Regions from separate parts of the Mus musculus genome. Here regions 2, 3, 4, 5, 6 and 7 are each linked to region 1. Evidence: chromatin contacts called from public HiCAR-type, HiChIP or PLAC-seq and promoter capture Hi-C data. All regions are on one chromosome and are shown on one strand. Each heading gives the region's core, a stretch centred on a gene start, on an enhancer-like site or on the middle of the called end of the contact. The rest is flanking DNA. Distances are from core to core; before and after follow the strand shown. Region 1 holds the start of Dyrk1b (dual-specificity tyrosine-(Y)-phosphorylation regulated kinase 1b). Region 2 holds the start of Gsk3a (glycogen synthase kinase 3 alpha). Region 3 holds the start of 4732471J01Rik (RIKEN cDNA 4732471J01 gene). Region 4 holds the start of Tmem147 (transmembrane protein 147). Region 5 holds the start of Cox6b1 (cytochrome c oxidase, subunit 6B1). Region 6 holds the start of Arhgap33 (Rho GTPase activating protein 33). Region 7 holds the start of Aplp1 (amyloid beta (A4) precursor-like protein 1).

Evidence for each region. Promoter capture Hi-C pulls out the DNA fragments that hold promoters and counts their contacts. HiCAR-type assays count read pairs that join an accessible place to other places. HiChIP or PLAC-seq counts read pairs in DNA pulled down with a chosen protein or histone mark. Capture Hi-C pulls out chosen DNA fragments and counts their contacts.
Region 2: a contact with region 1 is called in a promoter capture Hi-C map of liver, with 4 times the contacts expected there. The contact joins the promoter of Gsk3a here to the promoter of Dyrk1b in region 1. A contact is called at or near these places in 2 of 39 promoter capture datasets (liver and pre-B cells), 1 of 115 datasets of contacts at active chromatin or transcription factors (astrocytes) and 2 of 9 other capture datasets (adipose tissue and liver).
Region 3: a promoter capture Hi-C map of liver shows a contact between it and region 1, with 2.5 times the contacts expected there. The contact joins the promoter of 4732471J01Rik here to the promoter of Dyrk1b in region 1. A contact is called at or near these places in 4 of 39 promoter capture datasets (cranial neural crest, hippocampal neurons, liver and 1 more) and 2 of 9 other capture datasets (adipose tissue and liver).
Region 4: a contact with region 1 is called in a promoter capture Hi-C map of second pharyngeal arch cranial neural crest. The contact joins the promoter of Tmem147 here to the promoter of Dyrk1b in region 1. A contact is called at or near these places in 2 of 39 promoter capture datasets (cranial neural crest and second pharyngeal arch cranial neural crest) and 1 of 9 other capture datasets (liver).
Region 5: a contact with region 1 is called in a HiCAR-type map of astrocytes, with 8 times the contacts expected there. The contact joins the promoter of Cox6b1 here to the promoter of Dyrk1b in region 1. A contact is called at or near these places in 4 of 39 promoter capture datasets (cranial neural crest, erythroid cells, hippocampal neurons and 1 more), 2 of 115 datasets of contacts at active chromatin or transcription factors (astrocytes and embryonic forebrain) and 1 of 9 other capture datasets (adipose tissue).
Region 6: a contact with region 1 is called in a HiCAR-type map of kidney, with 8 times the contacts expected there. The contact joins the promoter of Arhgap33 here to the promoter of Dyrk1b in region 1. A contact is called at or near these places in 5 of 39 promoter capture datasets (cranial neural crest, hippocampal neurons, liver and 2 more), 2 of 115 datasets of contacts at active chromatin or transcription factors (embryonic forebrain and kidney) and 1 of 9 other capture datasets (liver).
Region 7: an H3K27ac HiChIP or PLAC-seq map of embryonic stem cells shows a contact between it and region 1, with 4 times the contacts expected there. The contact joins the promoter of Aplp1 here to the promoter of Dyrk1b in region 1. A contact is called at or near these places in 1 of 39 promoter capture datasets (hippocampal neurons) and 1 of 115 datasets of contacts at active chromatin or transcription factors (embryonic stem cells).

The regions. Positions count from the first base shown.
Region 1 is chr7:28,178,586-28,182,405 of GRCm38.p6, forward strand. Dyrk1b (dual-specificity tyrosine-(Y)-phosphorylation regulated kinase 1b) reads left to right here and starts at 1,731. Exons shown (of 11, transcript NM_001271370.1): 1 at 1,731-1,841; 2 at 2,924-3,087; 3 at 3,776-3,820. The coding sequence starts at 1,763. Fbl (fibrillarin) reads left to right here. Exons shown (of 9, transcript NM_007991.3): 8 at 313-458; 9 at 546-684. The coding sequence ends at 570.
Region 2 is chr7:25,236,122-25,239,941 of GRCm38.p6, forward strand. Gsk3a (glycogen synthase kinase 3 alpha) reads right to left here and starts at 1,730. Exons shown (of 11, transcript NM_001031667.1): 1 at 1,257-1,730. The coding sequence starts at 1,539.
Region 3 is chr7:25,392,989-25,396,808 of GRCm38.p6, forward strand. It overlaps 4732471J01Rik (RIKEN cDNA 4732471J01 gene), which reads left to right and starts at 1,725. Exons shown (of 7, transcript NR_015569.3): 1 at 1,725-2,965; 2 at 3,340-3,401; 3 at 3,702-3,820. It also overlaps a transcript of Lipe not described here.
Region 4 is chr7:30,727,394-30,731,213 of GRCm38.p6, forward strand. Tmem147 (transmembrane protein 147) reads right to left here and starts at 2,141. Exons shown (of 7, transcript NM_027215.2): 1 at 1,951-2,141; 2 at 1,809-1,878; 3 at 1,264-1,323; 4 at 1,039-1,175; 5 at 812-896; 6 at 594-715; 7 at 308-510. The coding sequence starts at 2,027. The coding sequence ends at 387. It overlaps Gapdhs (glyceraldehyde-3-phosphate dehydrogenase, spermatogenic), which reads right to left. Exons shown (of 11, transcript NM_008085.2): 10 at 2,942-3,039; 11 at 2,386-2,566. The coding sequence ends at 2,494.
Region 5 is chr7:30,623,911-30,627,730 of GRCm38.p6, forward strand. It overlaps Cox6b1 (cytochrome c oxidase, subunit 6B1), which reads right to left and starts at 2,204. Exons shown (of 4, transcript NM_025628.3): 1 at 2,141-2,204; 2 at 590-703. The coding sequence starts at 695.
Region 6 is chr7:30,533,047-30,536,866 of GRCm38.p6, forward strand. It overlaps Arhgap33 (Rho GTPase activating protein 33), which reads right to left and starts at 2,014. Exons shown (of 22, transcript NM_178252.3): 1 at 1,880-2,014; 2 at 1,057-1,166. The coding sequence starts at 1,134.
Region 7 is chr7:30,443,404-30,447,223 of GRCm38.p6, forward strand. It overlaps Aplp1 (amyloid beta (A4) precursor-like protein 1), which reads right to left and starts at 2,179. Exons shown (of 17, transcript NM_007467.3): 1 at 1,919-2,179; 2 at 915-1,058. The coding sequence starts at 2,065.

The DNA of each region.
Region 1 (3,820 bases), core at 481-2,980:
TTGCTACACTTGTTTTTGGGTTTTTTTTTTGTTTTGTTTTGTTTTTGTTTTTTCAAGACAGAGTTTTCTCTGTATAGCCCTGGCTGTCCTGGAACTCAACTCTGTAGACCAGGCTGCTATTGCTACATTTGTTCTGTTTTTGCCAGCTGGGCTTCCAGGATATGGAAGAAAATTCCTGACCTTAAACACTGCCTTAGATAAATGAAATAACCTGTTTCCAATGTGAGCCAAATTAAAACTTCTTTAATGAAGTTAGAAAATTGGGAAAGCCTGGGTCTCCAAATCTGTAACTTAGTCCTGACTCCTTTCTAGGCCAACTGCATTGACTCCACTGCGTCAGCAGAGGCTGTGTTTGCATCTGAAGTGAAGAAGATGCAGCAGGAGAACATGAAGCCGCAGGAGCAGCTGACGCTAGAGCCTTATGAGCGAGACCACGCCGTGGTTGTCGGTGTGTACAGGTGAGTGTCACAACAGACCTCTCCCTTACCTGTGGCCCTGAGAAGCCAAAAGTGGTTACAACTCGACCCCCTCTGATTTCCTCACAGGCCACCTCCCAAGGTGAAGAACTGAAACTCAGAGCTGTCTGGATTGAAGAGATGTGTGTTGTTACTGTTGCACGTGTGGCTTGTGATTTTTTGGGGGCGGGGGAGTTGTTTTGTTTTTCTATTAAAAGACTCATCTGTCTCCCCTGTCTGGTGCCTATTGCTAAGTGGCCTCGAGACGCATGCGCCCTTGATCAACTTTGTGTGCTTCGGGGGGTGGTGCCTGGAAAGTTTCATCCGGTCACATGGTGCATGCTCCATTGGTGGCTGCTCCGCACGTGCGCGGCTCAGCACCCTTAAGGCGCAGGCGCACTGTGCTCCGCTAGGTCACGTGAATGATGTGGGGGCGGAGCCGGGGCAGGGGGGCCGGTTTGTTGTGGTCGCCATTTTGCTGGTTGCATTACTGGGTAATCGGGGCCCTGGCTCGCCGCGTCCACCGGACACCCTCAGCCAGTGGGCAGGTCTGAGCTCGGGCTCCCCGAGCAGTTTGAATCCCCTTACCCACGCCCTCAGGTAAGGGTGCTGCGACGGGCGGGGCGGCACGCTTGGGTGGGGGGCAGGCCGGGAACCGCCCTGCCCGTCCCCGCGAGATTTAGCAAGGGAAAGGAGGGGGCTTTGGGCCGTTGCAGCGGAGTCCGGCTCTTCATAGCTGGATTCCTGGAAGAGGCTGAGCCCGAGGGAGCCGTCCTGAGAGGGAGTCGGGGAGGGGGCAGCCAGGCCCCACTCCCGCCCTTTGTTTGGGCTCGGCTGCGCTGGCCGCTTCGCTGTCGCCTAGCAACAGCTGCCCTGAGTGCTAATTGGTTAAGCTCTTGGCAGCAACAACCAATGGCGCGGTTGTTGCCATGGGAGGTGCGGCCTGCCGGGCTCTCTTGGGCCCCGCCCGCCGGGACTCCACTGGCCGGGGCGGGCCTGCCGGGTGGGGGGCGGGACGCCAGGGTCCCTGGGGGCGGGTGGCCACGCGGGGCGGGGCTGGGCCGTAGGGCGAGGGTTAACCCGCCCCTCCCCCGTCCACCTGCTGTCCCCTTCCCCCGCGTGCCCTGGTCTGACCCTCGTCCCCTCCTTTCCCCGCCCCTCCCCCTCGGTGGCAGTGGCGGCGGCTGCTGTTGTCACCCACCGGGCCGCCTGTCCCGCTTGCCCTCACCGCCGCGGGGCTGGCTAGGCTAGCCGGGCCGGGGACAGGCGGCCACCTCCTCATCGCCGCCGCCACCACCACCGCCGCCATGCTGGCCGCTCGCCCACCGCACTGGGGTCCCCATCGCGCTCCAGCCCCCCGTGGGCCCAGCGCCATCCCTGACCCGGGTAGGGGTGGGAGCTGTAAGAGCTGGTCCTAGTGTGGGAGGGCTCGGGAAGAGGTTGTTTATCTGTGAAGCCCCAATAAAGGGGACCTGGAGTGGCAAGACATAGCATAGAAGGGGATCTGACAAGGGGGAGGCTCCTAAGAAGGGGATTTTGTTCCGAAGGACACTTTTAGTGAGTGAAGTCTTGTGCGATATTTAGGGATTTGGCTGTCAGGCCCTTCTAGGAATAGGCTCAATTGTGGAATGACCCAGCGTAGAAATAGAGGAGCTAGCAAGGACCTCAGGGTAAAGAAGAAAAAGACCGTGACTCTTAGATGTTGAAAAATGACACCTCTCCCTTGTTTTCCTGAGGAGTAGGGGTCTTGGAGTAATGGGGGAATCCTAGTGGGATAAATATAGACTGCTTAAAAGAAGGATCTCTGGTTCCAGAGACCTCATATAGGGAGCAGGGAGCGGTCTTGGAGTATGGAGTCGGTCCCAGGGGAAAGTGCCGAGGTGGTTGAAACATCTATAGCTTGCATGTAAAGGAGTTCTCAGATAACCTTGGGTTTGCTGGGAGGTCCATAAGGACTGCTATGTTCTTTAGAATAGAAAGAAACTAGTGGGTAGACTGGGCTTGAAATTGGGCCCTTGGTGTTGAGGGAAGACGGTGTGAGGGCGGGGCCTTATCTGAGGGACTCAGGCTGGCCACCAGTAAAATTTTGAAGGACTGAGTTCTACTGCCCAGACTCTACACGGTTTCTGCCTTCTTTTGCTCTCCTAATTCCTGGCCTCTTTCTATCCCTCCTGCCCTGGCCTTGTACCCACCCTCTCCCACCCCTGTCTGGCTCTGATGGCTCCCTTTTACATCTCTGGATGTGATGCTTCATTCATTTTTTTTGGCTCCTCATTTGTTGAGAGACACGCTGTGCTAACCCACTTGCTACCCTTTCTGTTTGTACATGGCTACCTGGTGCTGGTGCTCTGCCCTGTCCCCTGTCTCCCCCTGGTCCTGCCCCTAACTCATACCCACCTCTTCTGACTGACCCTGACCTACATGCCTTCTTGTTCCATGTTGTCTTCCCACTTCCTACCTGCTCTCAGGTCTCAGCGGCGGTGGCAGCCGAGGTGCAGGATGCGAGAAGGCGCCCCCCGGCCGGGCTCCCGCTCCAGGCCTCACGCCCCTGCGGCCCTCTGAGCCCACCATGGCCGTCCCACCAGGCCATGGTCCTTTCTCTGGCTTTCCGGGGCCCCAGGAACACACACAGGTAGGCATTCAGCTGGCTTCTCACCTGCCTGAGGATTGAAGGGTCTCCAGACAAGAGCATGATTGTTGGAGGATCTCTGGGGACTTTGGAGGCCTCACAGTCCACCCTCATTCCTGCTGAGGACGGAATCCTTGAGCTTCTCCGTGGCCTGCCCTCTCACAGCATGGTTTTGAAGTGTAATGTGTGTCTTGGGTCAGAACTGTCACTGGCACAGAGCAGACAGGAACACAGGTCTGAAGGTTCACAACAAGAACGAGGTCTGGAGTAAGGGGCATGAGAGAGATGTCGAGGGGGGTGGAAATGAGAATAAGCTGAGACCAGGGAGACTAACCCAGTCCAGGAGCTTTGTAACTGGGCAGAAACACTCACTTGAGAGTGAGGACATGGATACAGGGAATTCATTGGCATGGTTCCCCATAATGGTGGTCTCAGGTGCAAAGATTCAGGGGTAAACACCCAGATATGGAGCAAAAGAGCTGACCTGGGGCAGAATGGAAGGCCAGAGGTAAATCACTCATTTCACATAATGAACAGATGAATGGGGAGCCCACACAGTGTGCTTGTGCTCTACAGGTGGGATCGGAGCTAGAGAAATGTAGGCATGGTCAGTGAGTCGTCAGCTTTCCCATTCTCTCCCTGGAAGTTGAGGTGAAGGCTTGTGCTCAGCATCTGCTCCGCTCTACCACAGGTACTACCTGATGTGCGGCTCCTGCCCCGGAGACTGCCCCTGGCC
Region 2 (3,820 bases), core at 480-2,979, 2.9 Mb before region 1:
TTGCAGGGCAGGTACAAGGTACCACCTTCCACACAAAGGAGCAGAAACTACGGGGGTGTTCCTTCCTCAAAAAAAAACACTGTCAATCCTCACAGCCAGAGCACTGACTTCTAAATCCTTCCTGGCAGAGGTCCTAAGTAACAGAAACAAGCTGGTCTGAAGAGCCATTGCCCTGGCCCTCACTTGGGGATAAGGACTGGAGGGTTGGGGGTCTGTTACTCTTACCAACTACTCTACATTGTTATGGGCACTGGTCTGGCCTCTGTGTGCTCCAGAGTAGTACCTAGCCTGAGAATGGAGCTGCTCAACTCCACAACTGCTGAAGGCATATCCCAGCCTGATGCCTTTGAAGGAAAGCTTTGGTTTCCAATTCCCTGTCTCTGAGTAGCAGCAAGCCTAGTTGCCACTCTTAGGGACCCACTCCCTTTAGGAAACTTACCAACAAAGGCAATTTGCAAGGGGGACAGTGAGGGATATTTTGAAAAATACTACCACATGGCTATTTATTTTTTCAGAGCCAGTACCAGCCACTTCAAAACCATATTTTATAAGAGGTGTGACCTGTGCCCCCCCACTCCATTTTTGCTAAAGAACCCTGCTCCCTCACCTTGTTTTAAAAGAAAACTGACAATGAGCTTTCTTAGAAGCCTGTGTTTATTCCCAAGCTATTCTTATCTATAAACAATAGTGATTATTTACTGCCATCATCGAGGACTGACTACAAGTCTAAACGTTTTCAGTGGGTTAGGTGATAATGTCAGGCCGTATGGTTTAAACCTGGCCCTTTTCTGTGGAAACATTAATAATTCTGAATCGGTGTTTCTAAAGGATATCCTATCCAAATCACCAATTTTGATGGGAAGGAAACGAATAGCCCCCTTTTCATACAGGATAGTGACAGAAATCATATTCTTGTCTCTTAGGGGACAACAATCCTAGATCAAATTGGCAAGTAACTATGACCTCTGATCCTAGTCTCCTGTGGATGGCAACGTCGTCAAGTACTCGAGACCTTGATAACTGGAAGAATAGGACCTGTGACCTCTGTTTCTTGGGTGTTGGTAATTCTGAATCTAAACTCCAAGTGATGGTAAACCCTCAAACTCCTTTATCTCGGAGACAGAAAGCTCCGATCCTGGCTTAAAGCAGCACGGTGACCTCGAGCTTCTCTCTGGGTACATGAAAGAATCTGGTTGCCGTTTGATGCGCTTGGGAAACCCAGATCACCACCCCACAGGGCGCCCCTAAGTACTCACGGCCCAGCTTCACTCCCGGCGGCGGGAAGCTAGTGCCCGCGCCGGGGCCACCGCTGCCTCCTCCGCCGCTGCCGCTGGGGCCACCCCCGGAGCTCGAGGCTCCCACGCCCCCACCCATAGCCCCGACTGACGCTTTCCCGCCGCCAGTGCCTCCTGGGCCAGAGGCCGAGCCCCCGGGGCCGCCGCCACCACCTCCGCCTCCGCCTCCTGGCTCCGCGAACGAGCTGGTCCGCGCCCGGCCCGAGCCCCCAGGGCCGCCTCCCGAAGGCCCGCCGCCGCTCATGGCGCCGAGCGCAGGCCCAGGCCGCGGGGCTCGGGCTGCCTGGGCTGCCCCCGCCGCTGCCTCTGCCGCCGCCTCCCCTGGGCTCCGGCCTCTTCCAGGCCGCGCCGTTCGGGCTCCGGCTCCGGCCCAGCGCCCGCCGCGGGGCACGCCGGGAGATGAAGTCCCTCTGCCGTCGGCTTCGTTGTCACCACCCTCGACCCGCACAGCACTCTGGGAAATGGAGTTCTCAAACCCTCAGAGTAGCTGACTGCTGGGGGCGGGGTGTGACGGCTCGCGCTGCACACCGGGAAATAGAGTCCTGGCTAATGTCACCCGACTCTGCCAAAAGCTAACTTGGAAGCACTTTGAAAAACACAGTCAGAGCCACACACTCACTACACAGAGGAAAAAGCAAGTCCCTTAGAGTATCTCAGAAACGAAATCTTAGCCACTCCAATACTGAGCAGCATCCAAGAATGATGCACGCCGGGAAATGGAGTCCAGCCACCCACCCAATCTGTGGGCCATCGGTGACTTCCTGCACCGCGTGCATTCTGGGAAATCGAGTCCGCACCCGTGAATACTTAGTACTCTGGCTGTGAAGCACACTGGGAAATGGAGTCATCACCACGCCCTCACCGCATTGCAGGTGTAGAATGGTTGATAAAGCACTATAGGAAATGAAGTCTCAGATGCTCCTCAAACCTTAAGTAGATACTGTAACTGGAAGGAACTGATAGGAAGTAGAATAGGCATCGCGCTCTCTCAGGCCAGCTAGCAGCGTCGCAGTTCCTTCCGGGAAATGTAGTCGACACCAAGAGTTATGCGCGTCGCTTCAATGAGCCTGGTGTCTTCTGGGAAATGAAGTTCAATATTGCCTCACCATTGACGAGGCTGATGAGAGCTACCAGCAACCAGAAGCATGCTGGGAATAATCCACAGTAGACTCTGACTCTTCGTGAAGCTAGGCTCTGGGGCTTCGTGGGAGCTGTAGTCCAAAGGGAGTACTGTGGCTGAGAGTGTAGGTGAAAGGTTAAGGACAATTGTTCCCAAGGGAGACTATAATGTGTTACAATGTCTTCTCTGATCCCTAGGTCTAAGACCTAAACCGATAAGTGAGTGCTAGAAAAAGTAGTCCCAAGCAACCACATATAGAGAAGAGAATAACGTCTCCTTACATTCTCAACGGATTTAGTACAGTAAACAGTCCCGACTATGCCTCAGAACATTTGTTTTCCGATAGTCTACCTTTTTCCCTAGCAATATGGTTAGGACCAAGAAGATGAGCTGCAGGATTTAAAAAAAGAGAGAATTTCTGTCCTGAACCCCCAATTTTTTGCGTCTATCCTCTTCCTAGATTACAGGATTCTAGATAATCTGAATGAAGGGAGCCGACTACACGAAGGAGTTTCAGCTTTCTTGAGTATGTCGAGTCTCCTGTTAATCAATTAATACCCGGGAAAAGTCGCACCAAAGTAGGAAACTGGGGGCTGGGGGGGGGGCGCAGAGACAGAGGTCAAAATGCTGTCAGCTCTCGTGCCTCAGAAACGGAGTCTGTGCTCTACTTTACTCGCAGCCTGTGTTCGTCCTAATTGTTGGGGCTTTTCTGAAGCCTACAGTACTGTCTGCTCAGTCATTTCCCTATTGCAATTCTCAGTGGACACGGAATGGAGACAGAAGGTACTGCTAGCGCTTCTAAAGACTACGTTATCCAGAAGGCAACGCACGGGTACTTCCGCCCTCTTCGCAAAGCCTGCAGACGCTTCACGCTCGACTGTAGAGGGAGTTTCTGGAGTAACACAGTCGCATGGTGGCTGCCGCCCTCTGACGGCTGCTCCCAGTTGAAAAGTGAAGTCAAGCCCCTAGGTATAGGATCAAAGAATCTCACTAGGCTATGTAGCAGGATAGAACACATTATTTAACCGCCAGAACTCGTGGAACCTGCCCAGGGGACCGTTCTTGGCATTGAGATCTGTGCGGCACTGGAGAGCAAATTCAAAGATCTGTAAGATGTTTCCAAGTGTCTAAGCAGGTTCTAAAGATGTTTGGAGGAGTTGATGGGGGTCCATGAAGAGATTAAAGACTTTGATATAAGCAATGTAAAACAATTGTTTGGGGAATTATAGAGAACTCTCAAGGGAAACTTATGAAAGGTGTGAGGGAAAACCTCTGGGCTGCCATGAATGAGGAATGGCTAAGAAACACAAGGAAGAGACGTTGGCCTCGAGAGCCATGGAGATACTTTGGAGGAGGGCTATTACAAATGGGATTTTAATTGGAATGAATTCATTTGTAAAAGTCG
Region 3 (3,820 bases), core at 475-2,974, 2.8 Mb before region 1:
AAAGCTTCAGACTTGGGCATGGCCTTTTAAGCTGACCTAGAGCCCACCTTGCCTGCCCCAGCTTCCTGACCCCAGCCTCCGCCCCCAGACCTCTCTCTGCATTGTCAGGCGCTGCTCTTCCAGCGGTGTTCCTGCTGCTCTGCTCTCCCCACCTCCCTTGCTCGGTAGCTGATGCCTGCCCGTCCATGAGTCTGATGTCACCTTGTTGGAAAAGCTACCCACGCTCATTTTCTCAGAATTTTCTTTCTTGAAAGCAGGACACATTTTCTCATGTAGCCCAAGCTGGCTTCAGACTGACTATATAGTCAGAGACTACAAGACTTTAAGCTTCTTTCTGATCCTCTTGCCTCGGCCTCCCTACTTCTGAATTATAAGCAAGTGCTATGATGCCTACTGTGTGTGGTCCTGGAGACAGACCCTTGGGCTTTGTCCATGCTAGTCAGGTACTCCAGTAATAAGCTACATCCCCAGCTCCAGGATTTTTCCTTTTATCATACTGGCTTGTTTACAATGTTTTGTAAATGGGTGAATGAGAGAGGTTGAGACAGAGTTCCACTCTGTAGCCCTGACTGACCTGCAACTCACTATGTAGCCCGGGCTTGCCTTGAACTGACTCAGCTTCCCAAGGACTGGGATCAGAGGTGTGCGGCACATGCCTGGCAACAACAGTCTTATTACCATCTGTGTCCTCAGCTCTACTGAGACTGCCCTGCTAGTTACAGAAAGCCGAAGCCTGGCACCTCTAGGTATTGAATGTCTGTCTCGGGATGAAATCTTTGTGACTAGAGCCTTTTAGATTCAGAATTAAGGTTGAGGCATACAACAGCTGTCAGCTCCACACTCCCTGCTCTGAGAAGGCTGAAGGTATCCATCTCCCTGCCCTCACTGGACAGGTACAGGAAACCCAACCAGCTCAGTGCCTCTGTGTCTCTGTCGTCATTTGGGAAATGGGCTGATCATAATGACAGCTGTCTCATCCAGTTACTTGTGGCAAGATCACAAGGATAAATGACGGCTCCAGCCAGTCAGGATACCCTTGGGGCAGAGGTGGGATCTGATTCACAGGTCTGAGGCCTGGCACTAGGAAGGGCCTCAGGAAATGACAGTCACTTCTCAGAGCTGCGAGCCTTTGTGAGTGTGCTTACCTGAACCCCGTGCAAGGGAGGAGCCTTACTCAAGCAGATTCTTTCTGACTCCTCATGACACTAAGGGCAGCTTGGCTATTAACAGCTCCACGTCACACTTCACACATTCCTTTGCTTATCAATCTAATAAATACTTGAATGTCCATGTGTCTGGCATTCCCTGTAAACAAGGCAGACACAACCCTACTCTTAGGGAGACCAGTGTCTAGTAGAGTCAGACACTCTACTCAGCACACTCAGCCAGACAGTAGACTTACATACACCTCTCCAAAACACACACATTTGAATCTGACAACAGCCCTACAGATGCCTGTTGGGAGCTCAGAAAAAAAATTGAGAAAAGGTCCCTGTTCATTACTTCACATTCATAGCAATTTGGTACAATGGGTCTTTGCGATTGAGGTTCCATATCGCTTCAAAGCATAGTGTTCTGCTATGTGTCTTTGTTGGGGGATAGGAGGCTTCAGGGTCCTGCTTGAGCTCCAACACTTGTCTACCAAAGGAGGATGAGGAATGATGAATTTGGGGGTTTTGGGTCTGGTAAGCCATGCCAGGTTTTTTCTGGTTTTGCCTGCACAGGAACCTGTCCCTGGAGTCTGATAAAGATCCATGGACTGCCGGTGGAGCTGCATAGCGGAGGGCTTGCTTAGTGTTCACCAGGCCCTAGGTTTGGCTGTAAGCAGCGCCACAAGACAGACAAAACTCATAACCAAACCAGGACTTAATGCCTGCTCTGATTGAGCCATGCAAAATCTTTGGTTGTTCTGCCACTGTTTCTCCAGCCTTTTGGATCCAGGGAAGCTAAATGGTAACTCCCTCCTTTCTCTAAGGACAACGTAAAAGTTCTCATGTTTTGCAAGTCGCCCCAGGGTTGCTGGGTTGATGAAGGTCGATTGTCAAAGAGCAGATGGATGGATTCACTGAGAGAGTAAGAAGGGGCTGCAAGGAGCTCTTCCAATTACCGGATGCCCCTTCTGCCTACCTTTTGCATTCTATTTATTTAGAAAAAGCGGTTAAAAACCCTTCTACGTTATTCTTTTAAGAGGGCAGAAGACATGAAAACCGCTTGAACCGAAACAGAAAACACTAAAGGCACAGCTCTTGGCCACACAGAAAAAGGAACCTGAGAGAGAACCTTATTCCGACAGACGAGCATTTCGGACACTTCCCCAAAGACCGCACTGGGACAGACGTAGTCCTTACGTCTCGGTGGGGCATTCTACTCTCACATCACCCCCCCCCCCACGCGCAGGACGGCAGTGGATCAGTCCACGGGTCTCTTCCCCCTCGTGGAAGTGGGTCAGTTCCCCCAGTCCCCAGTCCCCCGCAGGATGTGCGGGATTTCTTTTAAGCTGTTACCGACTCACCTTTGATCTTGCCTTTTCGCCACCGCCTGCGACTGCGGTTCTTCGATCCTTCTTTGCCCTGCTTGGAGGCCTGGGCCCCCACGGGCGCCGATTCCACGGCCGGCTCCATCAATTCTTTCCAGTCCTGGCGCGGGGCCCAATTCCAGCGATCAAGTTCCTCTCTTAGAGTCAATCCTAGTTACACACCACTGCCAGGCCCCCAAACCATCCAATCCTGGGCAGGCTCCTCGCGGAGCTCCGCCTTTAATGGGTGGGGCTGAAGGTCTTGGCCCGCCCATCTGCTCAGATTAAAGGAACCGCGCAGTGCACCGTAACGACAAACAAAAAACCAAAAACCAAAAACCAAAAAAAAACCCGCAGTCCTGGAAGCAGCGAGAAGTGCCCTCACAGCAGGAATAGTGAGGAGTCGCGTTAGAGTCACCCCAACAAAGAATTCTCAGTCATCTTGTGCAGGTGCTGACCCTCGCCATCTCATTCACCTTTCCTTGAACCTGGCCCGCCCACTTGCCCCGGGAGCCGGAAGAACGGGCGGGCGGGCAGGGGGCGGGCAACCCAAGGCGTGGGCGGGGACCGACTTGGGGGCGTAGCCGCGCTTGGTAGCCGTTTGGAGAAGCCCCGCCTTTTCCTCCGCCCCCTCACGTGGTCGTCCCTGTTTTTTTTTTTTTTTTTTTTTTTTTTTTCCCCCCCAGACAGGGTCCTAGGCTGTAGTTGAGGGTGGCCTTGGCCTCTCAGCAAACTACCTTCCAGTCTCACATCCGCGCTCCCTCCTAGTTCTTACTGCTCTGCTTCATGAGGTGTCTCTCCCTCTGCCCTGCCTTATTCCCCAGAATCAAAGGAAAGGGGAAGACAGCAACACCGCCGGCCTCAGGGTTGATCTACAGAAAGGAGCGTAAGTCGAGGGAGCCCACGTGCCCCGGAAAAGGCGGGAAACAGAGGAGGCCCGAGACTCGCACATGCGCACATGGCTCACTGTGCTCCCAGTTGCTTCTGGGTTGCCCATGCCAGAAGCTTCTGGAACCCGGCTGCCCTGGGAGGATTAAGCCTCGATTTTCTTCTTGACAGAGTGAGCATTAATTACTCTGTCCTCGGAGAAACCTCTCAGGCTTTTGGGGAGGAGGGACGGCCCTCTGAGGTGAAAGACCATCACTAGCGGCCCTCAGGACTCTGACCTTCCCTCTGCTCCTGTCAGGACTGGGTCCTATGGCTGTTACCTGCCATTGCTTCGGAGAGGCGGCAAGGAAGAAGCGCCACAGCTCACCAGCACTTCACTACGCTGTTTCCATTCCGCCTGGATCTTGCCACAGACCT
Region 4 (3,820 bases), core at 891-3,390, 2.5 Mb after region 1:
TAGAGTGGAGAAATGGGGGGTTGCAAAGTTGGAGGTAACCAGTTTTGGGAAGACTCACCATGGAAGAGGGCTCAAACCAAGCTGTAAGTTGAGGAAGAATGCCCCTCTACCCCAAAGCCCCCTCCTGAACTCTAGTGTGTTCATTCCTTAGCTTGTTCAATGATTACCAAGCCCCCAGGTTCTCATGGGGAAACCAGGAAGACTGGCCAACATTCCAGCTTATTTATCTGGTTCTGAAGCCAGACAGACTCTGTGAGACCTAAGTCCGAGGATTCGGTTTCTGAGAGAGAGAGATGGACATAACAAAAACCTTTCCAAACACTGTTTACTTCACTGAAATCTGGAGAGAGGAAATGAAAAGGTTCGCCAACACCTGAGATGTCAAGCTAGGAGTGTACATTGACAACAGCAACATACAGGGCCAAGGTGCTGAGGGCCAGCAGTCCTGTTACTACTGCCCGGGCGAGCAGTGCTGTCCAACTACCCAAGGAGAAGAGGTGGACGAAGGTCCTGTGGGGAAACATCACAATGAGGAAAAGGAGAGAGAAAACACACCCCCATTTGAACCCAGCCTCATACCCCACCCAGCTCACTCCATGACAAAGGCCTTGTAGACACTAAGGAACATCAGGAGGAGAACAGCAGGCCGGAAGGTGTGGTACAGGTCATAGCGTGTTATCATCCAGACCTGAGCTGATGCAACGATGTAGTGGACCTGCAGGGAGGCAGGAAGGGACTGGGAAGTTGGAGCCAAGTTTTTGGGAGAAGTATGGCTAACAACATAAAGGTAGGCTAGGGCTAGACTGCATACCAGACTGATGTTGGAGTCAATGCTCATCTGGATATATTTCCAGTCAAATTCAATGCCTCGGGCTCCCACCCAGAGGGGGATGCATCTGAGGAAGGCAAAAGGAGGCAGTCTCTAGTACCCAGACTCCCCCACCCCCAGCACCCAGCCTCTGATCACCTCCCCTCAGCACCCCTGTGGGACCCAGCTGTCCATTCCCGGAAGTCTGGGCTCCAGTTTGCTCCACACACCGGGACATAATGAGTTCAGCAGTGGCCCAGCCCAGGGCAGCAACCATAATCTTGTACTCCCCCTTGCCTGCATTCCGAGACATGACAAGGTTTAGGCCTATCAGGTCTGCCACATCCACACTGGCCTTCATGAATTCCTGTGGGTCAGGTAGAGGCTCGAGTAAACACGGGGACCAGGTGAACCGACTCCTGCACTCTTCCTTGCCCTTCCCTTGTTCAACTTACCCCAATGAAGTCATAGATGCCACCTTCCCAGGTGGGGAAGAAAGTGGCCAAGAACAACATCTGAGATCAGAAAGTAGAAAGGTCACTGGAAGGTGAGGGAGATTAAAAACCGAAACAAACAAACAAAAAACTATGTGGATACTGTGGAAAGTAAGTGTGCAAGTAGAGGATATGACGCTGGGTTCTAGGGGTCATTCTAGGTGTAAGTGGCAAGATCACGTGATCTTGGGAGATAGAGGGCAAGTGGCCTGGTTTCTAAAAGTCTAGAAGTTCACGGGGGAATCTGATGTCTAAAAATGCCTAGGCAGCACCCTGCGACACCCTGTGGGTGAAATATCGCACTAAGAGGTTTTCTCATTTTACAACAGTTGTAAGAAAAAGTTGCATCAGGGCCTTTCTGGCCTTGCATCCCTTCTAAGGTATTCGGGCATAGTCCCTAAGCGTTGTCTCGAGGGTGGTCCTATGGAAGGTGACAGCTGCAGAGTCAGGCCCCTGAGATCTGGAATGCCTGGAGGCCAGACACGTGGAGTCCGGGAGTCCCTCACCTTGCATAGCTGCACAAAGAGGTAGGTGACCCCGGCCTGGACGCATTTCCAGAAGGCGTTGTATTCAGACCTGAAGAAGCCGGCGGTGAGGGGTCGGCCCGGGTCCCGCACCCTCTCCACCCCGCGCCCGCCCTGCACTCACAGGCCGCTGCATTTGTACGTGATGAAATAGGGAAAGTAGGCGAGGGCGAAGCAGTTCCCGAAGTGGAACAGGGTCATGACGCCAGCCGCCCGGTCCCGCAAATGCGGGACTCGCCAGGCGCAGCGTCTCCTCTAGTCGGCCTCGCCGGCACCGGGGCCTGGCGCCCACCTGCTTTGCCGTGGCCCGCGCGCGGCCTTATGGGAACTGTAGTCCGGCCTGGTACGTCGCGTGCAGTGACGTCAGAGCGCCCAGCTCCGGCTGTGTTGCAGGGACTTCCAGAGCCTTGCTTACACCGTTGAAGACCTTGTGTTCAGACAGCGCTTTCCCTCTCCCACTCGGCTCGGAGCCAAGCGCCACCTCTTCTCGCTCATCCGAGAACTTTGAACCCCGCCCTGAACGCAAGGTGATCGGCGCAGAGACAAGAGGGCAAAGCTGTGCGCATTCTCGTTTTTATTTCATTGTTGACCCGGTGGCGGCGCCTTTGAGTGGAAGCCGAAGTCAGGAACGCGAGGTGCGCAGGGGAGCAAGGAGGGGCCTTTTGTGTTACTTCTCTCGGCTAAACATGTAGCGGAGGAGGTCGACCACTCGGTTACTGTAGCCATATTCGTTGTCGTACCTGAGGAGGCGAGGAAGGAGGCGTCAGTGTGTGTGTGTGTGTGTGTATACGTGTACGCACTCGCGCGCTCGCCCTCTTGTCAGCCTCCCCCACTATCCTCTGGCATCTATCCCCTTTACCAGGCGTGTGTGTGTGTGTGTGTGTGTGTGTGTGTGTGTGTGTGTGTGTGTGTGTGTGTGTACGTGTACGCACTCGCGCGCTCGCCCTCTTGTCAGCCTCCCCCACTATCCTCTGGCATCTTTCCCCTTTACCAGGCGTGTGTGTGTGTGTGTGTGTGTGTGTGTGTGTGTGTGTGTGTGTGTGTACGTGTACGCACTCGCGCGCTCGCCCTCTTGTCAGCCTCCCCCACTATCCTCTGGCATCTTTCCCCTTTACCAGGCAACAAGCTTCACGAAGTTGTCATTGAGGGCAATTCCAGCCTTAGCATCAAAGATGGAAGAATGGGGATTGCCGTTAAAGTCCGTGGAGACCACCTGCGTGACAATTTCAAAGATAAATGTAGTCGAGCAAAGATCTCCAGGAACCCAGACTCTCAAACCACATTGTCAGTCACTCATCTGGTATACTGGACAGAGACCTTTTGTGTTGGTGACAGAATGTGATCAAGGCAGGTGGAACCTTTGTCTCAGGGACACAGCAGGGGAGCTCAGTGGATAAAAGTGCTTGTCACATAAGCGTGAGCTTTCTGTGTTTGGATCCGCAGAATCCATATAGAGGCTGGGCGGTTGATGGACACTTATAGGCCCAGCAGTCCAGCTCCAGACTGAGGCTCCTTGGAACAAGATGACTAGCTAGATTAGTTAGTTGTCAAGCTACCTTACATCTTGCCTCGGTAACAAGTGGAGTGCAATGGAGGAAGACATGTTTATCACCTGTACCTGGTGTACCGGTACATGTGCCCCGTGCATCTGCATGTACCCACACGGGGGAAGAGGATACAGATCACAATACCCTAATGAGGTTGCATTAAACGTTACATGAAGCGATGACTGGCACGAGGCTGGGTCTTGGGAGCAGAGGGAAGGAGCTACAGACACAGATCTTGGGGGCTGTAGCCCTTAGGAACACAGGGGGTTGGGGGTGGGTTGGCATTGGGGCTGATTTGATCTGACCCATTCAAATGACATCTTGGCATTTGAGAGTGGACCTGTAAAAGCCAAATGCCAGGGAACTTCACTAAGGTGGAGGTGACTTTTTTTTTTTTTTTTTTTTTTTTGATACAGGGTTTGCTATATAGCTCTGGAACTCACTATA
Region 5 (3,820 bases), core at 954-3,453, 2.4 Mb after region 1:
AAAGAGAGAGGAAAGGGACAGTGTTTAAGACCGGGCCCAAAGCAAGCTGAGAGCAGAGTACTGGCAATATTCATTTTTATCCATGGATTGTGACTATGTCTGAATCAACTTTTTTTTTAAAGATTTATTTATTAATATATCAAGTACACTGTAGCTGTCCTCAGATGCACCAGAAGAGGGCGTCAGATATCATTACGGGTGGCTGTTAAGCCACCATGTGGTTGCTGGGATTTGAACTCAGGACCTTCGGAAGAGCAGTCAGTGCTCTTACCTGCTGAGCCATCTCACCAGCCCCTGAATCAACTGTTTACATACTGTATTTACTTGTATGTTGTGTGTGTATGTGGCACACACATAAGATGTATATGTAATTCATATATACATGTATAATTATATTCTTCAAAAAATTTATTGTTGAGACCAAAGTTTATGACCTGGAGAGCTAGTTTGAGGGGTCGGGCCCTCCAGAGGGTACGTCCAGAGTGAAGGAAACCAGGCTGGAACGCACATGTCCCTGCTCCCCAACTTCCTTTCTGAGGTTGGAGGTACATGGGAGACCCAGGCAGGCCCACTATGGTACTCTGCTTACCCAGGTAGTTCTGCCAACAGTTCTTAGTCTGGTTCTGGTTGGGGAAGCGGCTGTCAAAGGGGGCAGTTTTGTAGTTCTTGATTTTAGTCTTGATGTCTTCAGCCATCCTGACTCCTGGATGCAAACAGAGTGGGAATGTTGGCAACCATTCTGGAGGTGCTGGGTGTGGGGATGTCAGGCCAGAGCAGAATAACAGGCTGAATGTGAATAAACCATTATCTCCCCCTTCTTCACAAACACAGAAAGATGAAGGGCAGGGAAAACCCATATATCTGAGTACAGAAGCCACAGTAGGGTTGGACAGAGGTCTCCTTGGCAAAACCAATCTTCATCCTTAAATTCCAGTTAACGCTCACTGTGTGCACAGCACATACTATGTGTACTCTATACATACCTACCCCATGGCCACTCTAAAAGATATTGCTACCTCTGTTGTCTACACAAGGGACAGGGTGTCTAAATGACTTTCCAAGGTCACACAGCACCCAGTGATAATGCTTCATCCATCACCAGCAAAAACACTGCAAGGATTTTCTGGTGTCACCGGCTAGTTTTCTGGCGTCACACACTCATCTGAGGTCCAATGAACTCAAACTTTGCTCAGAATATGCCTAAATGCATTGTGGGATTGCCTAAGATGTGTCCCCCCCCACCCCGCTCCAAAAAAAAAAAAAAAAAAAAGCTCAAAGGACTTAACAAGTAAAGTACAACTGGAGGTAACCATGACTGAAGATTTGTGACTCTTGTAACTGGCATGTGTCAGGTATCTGTGATTTTGCCTGCTGACAATGGCCCAGGCTACCAAATCTATTGACGTTGCTGCCTCCATTCCTAATGGAAGTAAATACTGGAATTCGATTAGAACCCCACGCAAACCGCCCCCCCCCCAATCATTCAAATACTTTAGCTCCTTGAGTTTTATCGACTTCTCTCAGCTTTGATATGTCTGAAGAGATGACATAGTCAATATCAACAGACCTGAGAGAAACTGTCTCTAGAGCATCTGGGGGACCTTGACACCACAGAGGTGCCAGTGTCAACTGAAGTAGTCCAAACAAGTGGGGTATTTGGGCAGGTTCATTGAAGGAGGCAAGGTGGGCACGGGGGATTTAAAAGACTCAGTGTCGGAAGTAATTTTGGACAATATCTCGAGTTTTGAGAGTTGATCAAAGATGACGCTGAGGGGAAAGACACGAGTCAAGGCGACAGGCTTCGGCCTTGGAACGCGGGTGGCCACGCCTGTGAACTCGCAACTAAAAGCTCCACAGTCCAATTTACTGGGTCTAAATCCGAATTGCCTTATAGCCACGGGTAAGGCGCTTCACACTCCAGCCCCAACGCTATCAAAGGGGACTTGTAGGGCTGAAGGATGGAGTAATAGGGACTGCTTAGAAAGCGACCTAGCCATCATGAAGAAAGGCGGCTATAATGGTTAGCTCCAGGACACCGGACCCGTGGCCGCCGGAAGTTTCTGCTTGGCGTCAGGGAAGCCCCGGGGCGCTTCTCTGCAACGGACAAGGTTCCCCCAGGATCCCGACCCTTCACACTCACCTAAAGATTGTCCCGGAGTAGCGTTACTTCAATGTGACCCTTAGCAAAGACGCCAATGTCAGACGGGAAGCGGAATTCCGACTGGCCGGAAGCTGCGAGAGGAGGAGCCGAGCTGAGTCCTCCGGGCTGCTAGATTGGCCTCGGGAGGCGTGCCCAGAAACCGCTTTGGCCACGCCCACTTCCGAAGAAGCCCGACCTCCTATTGAGCTAAATTTCTGCTTATTATTGTTGCTGGGCCAATCGAGATTTTACTTTGCTCTTAAAAGGCACCTGACGTTCAATTATGGGTTATTATCACCTGCCTGTCCTTCCCAGAGGGAAAAGCATAAGACTGTCTTCAGAGTGGGAATGGAAAAGTGTCACAGATAATCTGTGTTTTGAAATAGGACTTCGCTGTATATCTCAGACTGGCCTCGAAATTTTGATCACAGATTACTAGGTGTTAGGATAACAAGCGTTTACCCCTGTGCCTTGATTCGAAAGTTATTTATATTTATTTATTTGGGTTTTCGGGATAGACAATCTTAGTTTGTGTTTTATTGCAGTGAAGAGACATCATGTCTACGGCAACTCTTTGTTTGTTTGTTTGTTTGTTTGTTTGTTTGTTTTTCGAGACAGGGTTTCTCTGTATAGCCCTGGCTGTCCTGGAACTCACTTTGTAGACCAGGCTGTCCTGGAACTCACTTTGTAGACTCAGAAATCCGCCTGCCTCTGCCTAACTAGTGCTGGAATTAAAGGCATGGGCCACCACGCCCGGTTTATGGCAACTCTTATAAAGGAAAACAATTAAGGGCTGGCTTACAGTTTCAAGTTTCGTCCATTATCATCATAATTGGAAGCAATGTGGTGAATTGCTCTGATCCTTGAGGGTTGCTGTTTCTGCTGCTTTTCTGCATAAACTGGAATCCAGAAGAAGTAGGCTCCAAAGGAAGTACTGGCAAAGCAAGTACCTGTCCCTTCTTCCATTGTCCTTATATAGGCCTCCAGCAGAAGATATGGCCCAGAATAAAAGTGTGCTTCAAGACCTGTAGGAGTCATTCCTCCTAGAGGTCTGGATCAAAAGCCTGTGTCTTCCAGCCTTAAGGTCCAGATTACAGGCATGTTGTCTTCCTGCCTCAAGTCCGGATTACAGGTGTTCCCTATGTTTCTGGATTATAGTTCATTCTATATATAGTCAAGTTGATAATTGAGAGTAGCCATCCACATAGGGGTTCTCTGTGTAGCCCTGGAAACTCATCTATCTATCTATGGGTGTCCTAGAACTCACTCTGTAGGCCAGGCTGGCCTCGAATTTTTATCTGCCTGCCTCTGCCTCCCCGAGTGCTGGGATTAAAGTGCTGACATGGGTTTAAGTTAATAGAAAGTTTTTATTAGGTCTCCAGTGATTACACTAGGTGTTTGGGATCTTGGTGTAGCACCAAGCCCTTTTTAGAGTGAATTTTTACACACAAAACCTGTATTCTGGATTGACATAATTCAGTTCATAAGATAGCTAGCTGGACAGTGGTGGTGCACGCCTTTAATGCCAGCATTTGGGAAGTAGAGGCAGGAGAATCTCTGAGTTTGAGGGCAGCCTGGTTTACAGAATGAGTTCCAGGACAGCTAGGGCTACACAGAGAAACCCTGTTTTAAAAAAGGGGTGGGGGGCTGGCGAGATAGCTCAGTGGGTAAGAGCACTGA
Region 6 (3,820 bases), core at 764-3,263, 2.4 Mb after region 1:
GAGAATCAGAGGCCCCCAGAGATGGGAGCGGGAACAACAGGAGCATTGTTATCTGCAAGCTTGGGCCTTGGGCCAGGAGGCTCTCCACACTGTCCTGCAGCGTGGGGTAAAAGGGCAGGTCAGCAGGAGATGAGTGCTGGGCTGGAGTCAGCCTGTTTCTTCCTGTGTGGTCTGGGAGGAAGGACTGGAGGTGCAGGGACCAAGGGTGAGCAGGCAACAGGAGCGAGGGCATGCCGATCCTGTCTGTGCGTGTTTAAGACCCTTCTGTAGCAACCATACAGCAAGGGTACGGTCACTTGCCACTGTCCACATCTCAGTCTTCTGTTCCCAATCTTTCCCCCTCCTGGCATGATGCTTTCCACAAAGTACAAATGTGATTGGTTTTCCTGCTTCCGTGACTCTCAGGAATTCTAGATGAGGTTGGACTTCTCAGGTCTGAGAGCCAAGCTTCCTTGAGCTGGGTTCCGTTTGCCACTCCAGTCCTGTCTCTCCCCTGCTGCCCCAATTCTCAGAGCTCTGAACTTTTCAGAACACACGTGCCAGCTTCTCATTTACCTTCTATGCCTTTGCAAAGGCTATTCCTCAGACTGGAATGTGGTTTGCACACCGTCACTAGGTTCTCTCCTCCTCATTCCTCATGTGTGTTCCTTCAGAAAGCCCTCTCTGTCCATCTAAGGCTGTTTCAGACAATTGTCTCCATCCCATCCTGTGGGCTTTCTCCATCCCATACTACACAACTATACCTGAGCTTATCCATCTCACTCTGAGATGCTTCCTGCAAGGAACTCATCTCTCCCTTTGGAAATAGGGCCCCAGGCTGACACCCTCACCCCCACCCCCGCCAATGCCCAACAGAGATCAGCACAGAGTTAGTACTGTATGTATGATTCTTCTCTGGGTCCCTGACACGCAGTGCCAATCCAGTTGCACGGCATAGACTGGGCAACTCTGATGAATAAAATAACCAGCTGCCAGATGGGGATTCGGGGATTTGCTAGACTGGGCTTTTTCCCTCCTCCGTGTCCCTGCAACCCCAAGTTCATCCCTGGGTCTCACCCTCAGAGTCTGTCCCCTGCCAGCCCATGAAGCTCCCCAAGGCAGGATGGGATCTGACTGTTTCTGTGCCTGGAGCATGGGGCCTGCACAGAGGAGGTCTCAGTGAATGTCTGTGGAGTGAGGGAATGAATGGATGAATGAGCGGGAGCAGTATGGAGGAGGGGAGATGAAGACAAGGAGATGGAGAAGCCCCAAGGCTCAAGTGGAACGGAGGCGGGAGGCGCGATGTTGGCCTCGAGTAAGGATCGGGAAGCGGCGGGAGAGACTTCGATAAAGGTTCAGATCGATGTCGGTGGAGGGATTGAGAGCGCGTGGCGTGGGATGAAAATGAAGAAGAAAAGGGTCAGGCAGGGGATGGAGTGAGATGGGGGTGGGGCTCAGGAATGAGAAAGGGGCTGTTGGGAGCAGGAGGTGGTGGTCGGGAGGGTGACTGGGGATGAGGATGCTGAGGAGGGCGCTGGAGTGGGGGCTGGTTTCCAGGGAGCCTCGGCAGACGCCTGCAGGGGGGAAGCCCTCATGGGGCGCGCGGGTCCTTCCCTGAACCAGCCCCCTTTTCTCAAGTCCGGATCCTCCGCCACTGTCACCCCTTTTTCAGGGCCCAGAAGGGGGAGGGAGGAAATGTGCGCTGAGGGGGCGGGGTCGAGGCCCGGGCCGCGACCCAGGACCGCACCGAGGTGGAGACCGTAGGGGACCGCGAGGAAGGGTGAGGGGCGGCGCGCAGGCCGCGGGCTCGGGCGGGGCCGGGGGCGGGGCGCGCAGGGCGGGGCCGCGCGGACAGACTGGCACGCGGACACACAGACTGATGGCCCCGAGGGCCCCTCACCACCATGGTCGCGGTAGCCTCCTCAGACCCCGGCGGCTTTCGAGCCCTCGTTCGCAGTCCTCGCCACCGCCGCCTCCGCCGCCATGGTGACACAAAGGGGAGGGCGTGAGGCGCGCGCGGGCGGTCGCAGGCTCCTCCCCTAACGGCTGCCGGGGGGGTCTCTGGCGCGCGCCCCATGAGGGGCGGGCCAGCGGGCACGCGGAGGCCCTTCTCATTGGCTCCAGTTTTGGCCTGAGGGCTACGCCCCGCCCACAAGGCGGCTGCTTATTGGCTTTGAGTGCTGCTCTACTTCCCGCCCCCATCCCCGCCCCGTCTCTCCAGTCCCACCCCCCGAAGTTTGACAGCGCCACGCCCATGGATGGTTGGCATTGGCTGTCAGGGCCCTCCTGAGATAAAACCCTGTATTCTTTATGCTCCGCTGCCGCCACTTCTCTCCTTAAGCAGCCTGCCCTTTCCTCCCGCGGTCGCTCCTCGGACGTGCTTCATTGGGTTCGCCTACGACTATCCCCCACAAGCAGCCTTTTCGAAATGCGGGTCCTCCAGTCCCCACGCTGTCAGTCCTGATCCTGACCCCGCCCACAAGCTTTTTGATCTCGCACACCCCGCTGTGTCCCCACCCTAGGCTCTGTGCGACTTGGCCTCCCCCTATTCACTGGACATCTTTCCTTGTTTCCCTATATTCGCTTATTTGAGGCTAGCCTTTGACATCTTTTTCTAGGAAAAGCTTCTGTATGGAATGCTATGACATTCATGCCTCTCAGAAAGCCAGGTGCAGTCTTTTTTCTTTTTTTAAACGATAGAGAAGTGCCTAGAAAGCATTGCAGCCACACCCTTTCCGGAAGGATGCTTTCACTGATCTGGACCTGAGCAGGCCTCTCGTTTCGGTAGCACGCTCCCGGTCCAGGCTTTTAAAGACTTTGATTATTTAATTCGGGGATATACCAATAATCAAAAAAAAAAAAAATACAGCCTTACCCATATGGAAGCTCAAAGGCTAGTATGAACTAGGTGATTTCGGTTTGTAATCTCAGCACTGGAAAAGTGGGTGCAGGAGAATCATGAATTTGAGGCCAGCTTGAGCTGCATAGTGAAAATCTGTCTCAAACAAACCAAATTAGGGACTGGAGAGATGGCTCAGCAGTTAGCACTGACTACTCTTCCAGAGTCCTCAGATTTCTACTCCCTGTTCCAAGCACCCACATGACTGTTCACCAGCTACAGCTCCAAGATGTCCAGAAGATGCTCTCTGTGGGCACTAGGCACACATGGAACCCCCAACATATACACAGGCAAAATACCTGTATGCATTAAATAAAAAAATTTAAAACCTCCAAATCAAAGGCTGATGGGGGAAGATAATGAACAAAATAAATATAAATATGTATCATCCGAGAGAAAAGCTAGTTGGGATGGCGAAATATGGAAAGTGCTGGGTGGGGGGAGGGAATAAGTGTAATGAGTGATGATGCTACTAAGTTTTGGGGGTGGTTTGTTACCCAGCCACAGTTAAGATGGCCTCGGTCAAGTAGGTAATCTCAGCTTAAGTGTGACTTCCTCGGGCAGCCTTCTAGTGCCCCCTCTTAACTTGATCAGGATGTTATTGTGAATATCTTCTATTGTTCCTTGTGTCTAAACAGCTACCTCCTTATTGATTCAATCAAGTGTGTGGTTTGTTCAAAAGGATGAAAACCCACATTTATCTTGTTTCTGACATAGAGAATTGCATGTCAGAAATCTATCCCATTTCCCTTCATAAATCCCATACATATATCAAAACAACATTGATCTCAGATTAAAGAATCCCAGAAACCCTGTCTTAAAAAACCAAACCAAACACACACACACACACACACAAAAACCCTCAACCTAACCCTCATCATATATAGTTGCCATCATTTTATTTATGAAAAGTTCTAAGATAGGGAAAGTTGACACCCACAC
Region 7 (3,820 bases), core at 929-3,428, 2.3 Mb after region 1:
TTTGAGACCAGGTCTCCTTACATTTCCTAAACTGGTCTTGAACTCATTCTGTAGCTTACGAGGGCCTTTAATTTGTGATCCTTCTACCTCAGCCTTTCCAATAACTGGGATTATGGGCCCATGTCACTAATCTCAGCTTGAGCAGTTCCTTTTTACGTGTCTTGGTTCCTAAGGACATCCCTGGGCCTTCGTCTCTTGTCTATAGAACTAACAGGTTAATTTGTAAGCCTCAGATGCTAAGCTTCGGGTCCACTGGTCATACCCTAGTGGTCTCCCTTAAGTTCACCATTCTCACGAGGCCTTGATAAAGGTCCTCAGGCTTTGACATGCCAAACTCAACTTCTCTGAGCCCACGTTTGAAGGCAACCCTGCTCGGCAATCAGGTTTCTTGCTCTTTCACTTCCTGCCTTTCTCTGTTTAGCTACTAAGTAACTCTTCTTTGTATTAGCCCCGCCTTTTCATTGCACGTCTCTTAGGCAGGCAGCCACTCTCATTGGGCTCCATCACTTACTGAATCTTGTTGGTTTAAAAGGTCTCTTGATCTAAGCCTTGCCTCTCTTTCGGCCACGCCCACTTACACTCCCACTTTTTCTAAACGGATCCATAGATTCCTAAACCATGCCACTCTTCAGGCGACCTTGATTAGTCCATGGGGGGTGTGGGGGGGTGTTGTTGGGTTTTTTTTTTTTCAGTCTCCACCGCCGCCCCGCGGCCCCTAATTTCTCAAAATAGGTTTGCGCTGGCCCTTTAGGAGGGGCCTCTTCACTGACCACAGACCCCCAAGCTTTCCCTGGCTTTACAGATTCTCTCATCTCCCTAGACTCTGCCAAGTCCAGCTTCCTCAAGGGCGACCCCGCCCCAGCTTGGATCCACTTTCTCATTGACCACGCCTCTCCCCGTGGGGTCCCGCCCACCTGTCTGCAGTACTCCAGCACGCGCTGCGGGTCCAGAAGACAGCGTCGTGATCGCTGTGGGTCTGGTTCCCAGCGGCCGGTGCGCAGGTCCCGGTGAAGGGTTAGACGCCCACATAGTCCAGCCACTTGAGCCGACCCCGGAGCCTGGGAATGAAGGCAGATGGGGCAGTGAGGAGCCAGGGCAACGATGTCATCTGTGTTGTCTGGTTCTTTGCTCCCTAAAACCCAGATAGGGCTCCTGCCCCTATCTCTAGCACCAGCTCCTTCTAAGCACCTTCTGAGTGGAGAGACCGTTCCCCGGGAAACAAATCCCGTGGGGCTGGAGCGCCCCAGCTCTCCCGTTGCTATGGTGACCTGGGTCCCCACCCCCCCGCCCCGTTTCTCGCGGCCTTGTTGCTGAGAAGACAGGCTCCGCCCCCGCCCCAGCGGCTTGGGTCTGAAGCCTGAAGGGGTTAAACTTGAATCGTGTTGGGGGAGGCGGGGGGCGAACCCAGGCGTTCTGGCCCCTCCTCCCTCCATCCCCAGTTCAGGTTCCCACTGAGGGGGTGCAAAGACGACAGGGCCCAGCTTCCCAGCAGGCCTGCACATCAGACCTTTAAGGACTAGAGGAGCTATATCCGGATTGAGTAGTGGGTGGAGGCCCGGACTACTGGATGTTTGAGGGCAGGGGGTTCATGTGGGTCCAGATAATACAAGGGACCTGGGTTCTTAGAGCCAAGCGCCTACTGCCTGGTGCGTCCTACGCTTAGGTGGGCAGGTCTTGGGGCTTTGTCGTCTAGGGGTGCTCTGGATTTCTTGGACCAGAGGCTCTTGGAAAGAGCCAGGTCCGACGATGCGGGTGGGAGGGGGCAGGGACGTCAGACGATGGAGGAACCTAGGAAAATCTACAGTTCGGATCGCGTGGGGCAGGCCACCTGGCCAAAAGGACTGCGGTGGCCGTCCCGCGTCCAGGTCGAGGCCCGGTCCCGCCCCTTCCCCATCCCCAGGACCCGGCCGGGCCTCACCTCGGCCGCGCTGGGGCTCCCAACAGCCAGGTTCCCGACGGCGAGCTGCGCGCGCAGAAGCAGCAATGACAGTGGCAGCAACAGCGGCAGCGGCGGCGGTCGCCAGCGGCGACCCTGACCGCGAGCGGCGGGGCTGGTGGGCCCCATGTCCGGGCCTCGGGCCCTCACGTCCCCTGCGCTCCCGCCCGGCCCTACCCGGCCCCAGCGGTGACAGGAGCTCCCAGCGCCACCGCCGCCTCCTCCTCCCGCCGCCCCCGGGCTGCGCCGGCGCCGCCAGCCCCGCCCCGCGCCGGCCCCGCCTTCCCAGCCAGGACAATAGCGTGGCGGCTCTGCGCACTGAGAGGCTCCGGAACCCCGGGAGGGAGCCTGCTCCAAGTCCCAGCCCCTCAAGATTCCAGGTGTCACTGTCCGCGTGAAGACCGAGTCACTAGGTTCAGTCCTGGGCGTAGCCGTTTTCTGGACTTTCATCCTTGGCCTTCTCTTCTGGCAAACGCAGACACCCAGCATCAGCTTTGTCCTCCTCCAAGGATGCCAGAATCCATGGGGGTGGGGGTCTTCCATAAATCCCTCTCTTGAGGTCCCAGGAATATAGACCTCCGAATTTTCCCAGTCAAGAATTTAGGGAGTGTACTAGGAAAGCCTGTAATCCCGGCACCTGAGAGGAGGGGGCGGGAGGATAGGAGTTTGAAGCTAGCCTACCTACATGCAACCCAGTCTCAAAAGACAAAACACAGCTACAGCTAGGTAAATCTGCTCCCTTCCAGGCCTCTTCTGTCTCAGGACCGGAGGCCAAGTCTCCCACCCTTGCTTCCTCAAACCTAGGAAGCCTTCCTGCCCTGATTGCCAGGTGTCTGGATCTTCAAATACTCCCTCCAAAAATCCATGACTAAACCCTTTCTTTACAGATGACTCGGGTCAGGTGCTGGATACCATAGCCTTCCAAGACCAGCACCTGAGGACCACTGTGTGGAGTCCCCCATTCTCACCCTTTCTAAGGGCCACCTCAAGTCTTCTGCCTAAAGGGTTCACTGTTTTATCTTAAGTGAGTGTACAATATTCTAATCCCCCCCCCCGAAGCAGCCCAGATGTGTGTGTGTGTGTGTGTGTGTGTGTGTGTGTGCATCTGTATGGTGTGGACCTGCCCACATTTGTCTGTCTTTCTGCTTTGTGTGTGTGTGCATCTCTGTGGATGTGGGTGGGGTGAGGTAGTGGTGTATTATTAAAAGAGTTTAAAGTGGAATGGTGATGTGCACCTGTAATCCCAGAGGGCCTGAGGCAGCAAGATCAAGAGTTCCAGGCTAACTGCTGAGAGAAGGCTCAGTGATGAAAAGCACTGGCCGCTCTCTCAGAAGACCCGGGTTCAATTCCCAACACCCACACTGTCTATAACTCCAGTCTTAGGGGACCCATCCCTCTGTTCTGGTCTCAGGGACCAGGAATGTATATAGTATACAGTAACACATGCAGGCAAAACACCCACACAAGTAAAATAAAAATAACAGATCTTAAAATACAGAGAGAGAGAGAGAGAGAGAGAGAGAGAGAGAGAGAACCTACAGCAGTAAGCCAGTAGCAAGGGGCTAAGGAAGGACTTAGGACATCATCGCTACTGCCACCCAATGCATGAGAGGCGAGGGAGGACTAGATACAATACAACCTTTGTGGGCCTCTTCATTCATGGAAAACACCAGGAGACTCCTCCAAGTGAAAGAAAATTAAAATTCAAGGTCCATGACTCATGTGGCTTGTGTCAGTTAGTTAGGAGGGCCTTTGGGCCTAGGGCAAAAACAAAGGCTGTAAAGTCATCCAGGAACTGGCTAGCCATAAAAGACAGGGAAGACATACCAGGATGTCCGGACTGGCCCGGCGTCTCCCTATCTCCCGCCCTTCTGACATGGGTTA